Regions from separate parts of the Mus musculus genome. Here region 1 is linked to region 2. Evidence: chromatin contacts called from public promoter capture Hi-C data. All regions are on one chromosome and are shown on one strand. The core of a region is the stretch at or near the end of the contact, and the rest is flanking DNA. Distances in the headings are between cores, read along the strand shown. Region 1 overlaps Gm5099 (predicted gene 5099). Region 2 holds the start of Lyg2 (lysozyme G-like 2).

Evidence for each region. Promoter capture Hi-C pulls out the DNA fragments that hold promoters and counts their contacts.
Region 1: a promoter capture Hi-C map of trophoblast stem cells shows a contact between it and region 2, with 4 times the contacts expected there. The contact joins the enhancer-like site here to the promoter of Lyg2 in region 2. A contact is called at or near these places in 8 of 39 promoter capture datasets (HPC-7-derived erythroid cells, embryonic stem cells, hematopoietic stem and progenitor cells and 5 more), 3 of 484 Hi-C or Micro-C datasets (the BV-2 cell line, the G1E-ER4 cell line and ventral hippocampal neurons) and 1 of 9 other capture datasets (macrophages).

What each region holds. Positions count from the first base shown.
Region 1 is chr1:38,158,231-38,161,061 of GRCm38.p6, forward strand. Gm5099 (predicted gene 5099) reads left to right here. Exons shown (of 6, transcript NR_151587.1): 4 at 1-487; 5 at 985-1,031; 6 at 1,522-1,662. Among named protein-coding and RNA genes, the nearest start is that of Gm5099, 28 kb to the left of the region's middle. Within about 2 kb of position 1,396, at least 5 of the 459 cell types and tissues checked have an H3K27ac peak or open chromatin away from gene starts, as enhancers often do. A contact at or near this core is called in trophoblast stem cells, where this site is marked.
Region 2 is chr1:37,915,158-37,918,365 of GRCm38.p6, forward strand. Lyg2 (lysozyme G-like 2) reads right to left here and starts at 1,336. Exons shown (of 6, transcript NM_001033427.3): 1 at 1,079-1,336; 2 at 563-635. The coding sequence starts at 605.

The DNA.
Region 1 (2,831 bases), core at 146-2,645, 240 kb after region 2:
CATAACCCTTATCTTGGCCACCATGGCCAGTTTATTCATGTTTCCATTGAGCAATGACAGAGGTGACTGGAGAAGGATGCTGACTGTCCACAGAACAGGTCATCTTATCCACTTGATTACTGAACTCCTTCTTGGCTAAAGTCACCTTTTGATGAGCACTTACCTGGGACACAAATATCTTCACATCCTTTGCTGGTTTGGAGACATCTATCCACATACTTCTTCCCCAGAAGTCTTTCTCACTGATTTTTCCAATCACGATTTTCCCAAGTCCCTGACCATCCAGCCAATCAATTCGCAATGTGGTATTGGGTATTGATCAGCTCTCAGATTATGTACAGGAAGGAGGTTCACTGGGTCACAACTGTGCCGTTGATCTCAGGTAACTGGAACGGTAGAAAACAGAACTGGGAGAGAGAGGACTATAGTACCACTCATCACACCACAATGGGGACATACAGCCTGCCCAGTGCCAAGAGTCATCCCAGTGAGTAAATGTGGGTTCTCCGATTACACCAACACAGGCTCTAGTGGAGCCTGCTGGTAACAATGAGGCTCTGACAGCCATTGGACAGGGACTCTATAGAAAATATCTTAACTTCCCTCTTGGCTTTCCTGTGAACCTAAAAACCATTTTTAAAATGACATCTTTGTGAGGAAGGATTTGAACAGAAAAATGTGTATCAGGATCTCAAGGAACTGAAGGTGGCTTTAGATTAAACACACCACGATCGGGGCTCTCTTTGCTCCTGAGTATGTCAGCCGATTTTGTCTCTGTCTCCTGTACATTTATCCTTTGTTAAGTTCTGCACATGGCCAAAGGGTTCTGTCTCAGTGCTGGATCTGAAAGCTAAATCTAGAACAGATTATTATAATATGAAAAGGGTTGTCTAAATAGTAAACATTTGTAGACCATGAATAATCTATCACCTCATTCCTTTGTTCATTTATCTGTTGACAACACAAAGCTTACTCCCTTTTCAGACGGAAGTCCAGGAGAATGGGGAATGGATAGTCACCCTGCAAAAGCCGTAAGTATGAATCTGCATTCTGTCTGGTCCTCTTCCTGTTCAGGGCCCTCCTGCATTTTTGCCTGGTGCATATTCCACATCTAGGTTCTTCTACTTCATGTCAGCTTCAGTACAGCAGTTTCAGGGCATAGCAGCTACACAGAGGTTCAGATCAAACCCATCCATTCTCAGAATGAGTCAGTCCCTCACAGTCAATCTAGTGGGAGAGGCCTGAAAAGCAAAGATCCTGACTGCTTCCCTGGCCTCCATAAGACCAGATGAGAGGGCCTCTCCAAAGTGGGAGACAGTTTTTCTCCTATGTGACAGACATTCTTCTTACCATCTGTGGTGACTTGAATAGGAATGACTCCCATAGGCCAGATTTAAATGCTTGGTCACCAGGGAGTGGCTCTATTAGGAGGTGTGGCCTCTCTGGAGGAAGTGTGTCACTGAGGGTGGGCTTTGGGGTTTCGAATGCTAAGCCAGGCCTAATGTCTCTGTCTTCCTGCAGCTTGCTGATCCAGAAGTAGAATTCCTGTCTCTTTCTCCAGCATCATGCCTGTCTGTATCCTGCCGTGCTTCTCGCCATGACAATAAAGGGCTAGTCTGAACTTGTAATCCAGCCCTATTAAATGTTTTCCTTTGTAAGAGTTTCCATGGTCATGGTGTCTCTTCACAGCAATAGAACAGTGACTATGACATGCTCCCAACTGTGTGTGTGTGTGTGTGTGTGTGTGTGTGTGTGTATGTGTGGTATGCCTCTCGCATATAGATATCAGAGAGCAACATTTGAGTGTTAGTTCTTTTCTTCCACCGTGGATTCTAGGAGCTGAACTGAACCTGGAATTCAAAGCAGGCACTTCTCTCTGTGGAGCATTTCAGTGGTCTGCTAACTTCAAACTCTGAATTCGGCAACGGCCAACACACATGACACAGAAAATATATGAGCCACAGATGCAGGCATTTTGATAATTTTTGTCTATTCACTCTCTTCCCTCTTCCTCCTGTCCCCTCAGATTTTGGAGGTGTTGAGAATTTTGGTCAAAGCATCTGATGGCTCTCTCAATATTAATGAATCCATTTGAATGAAAGAAAATCAGATGGAACCAAACCATTTGGCTGTGCCTCCTCTCCTCCTAGTCACCCCCTCTTTCCCCTTCCCTCCTCCTTCTTGTCACCCCCTGGGGGTCAAGTGTACAAGAGGGTGAATGAAAACCTTCCTGTAGTCTTTAGCTTCTGTGGCCAGTCAGAGGTGGCTTCTGTGGGTCTAGAAAACCAGCAAAGAGAATGGGGACCATGCCACAACTCATTTTCTTACATGTCCCCCACCCCAGCCATGTGTTTGAAAGCACCGTGAATGGAGTGGAGAATGGTGGAAGTGTAGTCAATCCCTGCTGCCTCTGAGCTGTGTAAGTGTGGAGAACTGCACAGCGCTGGTTGCCTTATGTGTAAGTCAGCTCAGGCATGATATAGAGACCATCAGTCTTGTGGCCTGTTGTGTGTATGGGGGCTTAGAATGACAGGCGTCTATGAAATGCCGAAAGAATGAACAGAGTCCAGCCATCTGGCCTTCCTCATATAGATACAATGACACAGAGAATTCAGTGCTCTTGCCCGAGGTCACAAATATTACTTAGGGGCAGTGACTCTGGGACATCGGACACTTAGGTTGGAATTCTGAATACCTCCCAAACTTTGTGGGGAGGGTGGGATAAAGAACACTGAAACACCTCATACGTTTTCTGTGTGATGTATGTCGGCCTTTGCCGAATCCAGGGTTTGAGACTGCCATTTTTACCCCCCAAACAAAGCAGAATAAAA
Region 2 (3,208 bases), core at 86-2,585:
AAAGTACACAGACTAATTAGTATTTTATTATTTTACATCCCCACTAACATCTCCTTTGTGCTCTTAGCAAGCAGAAGATGCTCTTAAAAACAAGCTGTTGGATCGGGCAGTGATGGCACACACCTTTAATCCCAGCACACAGGAGGCAGAGGCAGATCAGTGAGTTTGAGGCCAGCCTGGTCTATAGAGTGAGTTCCAGGATAGTCAGGGCTACACAGAGAAACCCTGTCTTGGGGGAAAAAAAAAAAAGAGCAGTTGTTTAGGGATAGGGAAGTAATGATGGAGGAATGATGTCAATTCTGACATCTCCCTGTGTGTACTTGCTCCTGTGCATACACACTCACACTGGTGCGCGCGCGCCCACAGACACACACATACATACACCTGTACACATATGTATACACATTACACACACACACACACACACACACAAAAGCAAAGCAAACAACTAAGCAGTTGGTTAATAGTCAAGCCGGTCACTCTTCTGTTGCATGTAGTCATCATGCCTTCTGACTCTGCTAGAAAGCAGATACCCTGAGAATCAGGGAAAATCGCTACTTACCAACGAGAGCAATAAGTCCCCAGAACACCACCGAGGGCACCATGGCCGTGACTCTTATCCTTTGGGATCTGTTCTGGTTTGAAATAGAAACAGATTAGTTTTAAAACTTGAAGGTTTCTTAACAGGAAGTCCCTGTCATTCAAACAACACATTGACAAACTTAGAATCATTTCCAATATAACGTTTGTCTCCCAGCTCCTTGACAGCATCCCGACAGCCTCACGCATGCCTGCCCTTAGCACCCTCCTACAGTGCGACTCCTGAGCACCCCTTTAGCCTTAGTGTGCCTGCTTTAGCATGCACAGTGTGACTCCTGAACAGCACCCCTGCAGCCTGAAGCATGCATGCCTTTAGCACACCCTGACAGTGTGACTCCCAGGAGATTTCAATCCACCATCACCTCTTAGCAGAGGGTGGTTGTATTCTGTCTCTTCCCAGATGGGCTCTTCCCTTGGTTTCCTTTCTGAAGCATGGTCTATGTTTCTCAAGATGCAAGCAAGGAAAGCTACCACTCACCTCTCTTGCAGTCTCCCAGAGAAGTCTCTGAAGAAGCCTTTAGTGGTGGCAACCTGTAGATTAAGATTTCACACAGAGATGGTCTTTATAACATTCCTATAGCATAGATGTGACAGCTGGAGACTCCATCAGGCAGTGGCTCGCTGTGCCTCTGGCTTCCTTCAACTGAGCAGACTTCAGTGTGTGCCTTTGCCACCGAGAAGGAAGCTTTTAATCACCAGAACCTACACTCACCTGCCTCGTCTACTTTTGTCCTGTACCAATGATTGGTAGAGGAGCTTTATATATGATTTAAAGGGCCTCTCTTTAAAGCATTGACCTCATTAGACCTGATTATAGTGCTACTTTGGATTTAGGTGGCTCCTTTAATAAAAGGACTTCAAAGTGTTTATTGACTACAATGAATTAATGAATCTAACGAACCCCCCAGGTTGCACTGGAGGCATCTATTTGGTGGATGGTTTCTGAATACCTAAAATGGTCTTAGGCACACGTCTTCCGAATTTGAGTATAAGATGCTGATAATTAGCCTAGAAAGGAGAAAGAAACAGGAAATGCTAGCACACTTCTGAATAGATAATTCACCTGAAATGCTCATTTCCACATTCCAGAATCATAGGATTGCCATGTAAAGATGTCATCCTATCTTATGCCAGCATGTCTCTCAACTGTGATAGATTAGCTTGCCTCCTGGCTCCAGGTCCACCTCTAACAGGGTAGCTGTCTGTTGTCGAGAAGAAACACAAAGGCAGGGAGTAGCAATCTGAGTGTTTGATGCCCCATTATTTCCTGTGTGTGCATGCACATGTGTGTGGGGGGGGGGGAGGCCAAAGGTCAATATCAGTATCCTCAATCTTCACCTTCTACATTATTTCCTGAGACAGGGCCTCCCACTGAATCTGAAGTTCGCTAATTAGGCAAGACTAGCTGGCCAGGGGTACTCTTGTAGACTCTGCCTCCCAAACATTAGTAGTACGCATGCATGCTGCTGTGCCCAGCATCTTACATACGTGCTGAGATCTTACATACGTGCTGAGGGTCTGAATTCAAGAGTCTTGTTCACATGCTCAGCACTTTACTGACTGAGCCCTCTTTTGAGCTCTGTCATTTCCAAAACTTTCTAAGGAAGCAGGGGAAAAAAAGGATTTTGTTGGGGATAAATATATCTTCAAGTAGACAGTATCTTTCCCCGCCCTCACACTTATAAGAGGCACACACGGGAAATAAAAGAACATTCTTATATTAGGCAAAGCACATTTCCCAGAGCAGAGGGAGAAGTCTAGCCTCGATCTCTCCATACATCAGAGATGTTTTTAAGACCACACATAATTCTTCTGTCCACCAGAGGACAGAAGACAAAGGTGCTGAGCTAAATGACATTCCAGCTTCCTAGGAAAATGACAGAGCCTAGGAGGAGTCAGTTGCCCACATGGAACGGGCCTCTGTATCTCAGGACACTTCTGCCCTGTGTGCTGTATTGCAAAGTGGGTGCATCCAGAAAGGCAAAGCTGGGACGCGTTGAGTGATGGAAGAGCCCCGATTCCTTGGGTCTCAAGGAGATGAGTCACGGAGGGCCTGCTCTATCTCCACTGTCAACGCTGCAGTCAGGGCTGCTCGTTAATAAGGGGTTTTGCACAAGACTAGCAGCCGGGAGGCAGCCTTTAGAAACACGGAGGTTATTACTGGCAACAATGTTACCGTACAGGTTACACTGAGGCACTGTGTTTGTGGCCTGCGGGAGTGCTGGCCAGGGACGAGTTGGGCAAACGACAGGAGGCTTTCAGGACAAACAGGATGAGAGCATTCAGGGAGGGAGTAAGAAGAGACAGAGAAAGAATCTAAAGGTGAAACCAGGTGGGGGCTCATGCTGTCCCTTGACGCTCCTGGAAAATGCCAGCATTCACAGAATCCTGTTGAATGCGAAGCACACTCAGCTTCTCTCCCTACTTCCAGAAGGGATGCTGTGCATCTTTCCCGGTGTAAGGATCACAAAGTCCACATCCTCTGCAACTTAACTATTGCTTTCAAGGGTGAATCATTCTGCTTTGCTCAAACTTCTGGGTGGGGGAGGAGGAGAAGAAAATTTATTGGACATTCTTCAAATGCCAGACTCCTACGTACTTACAATAT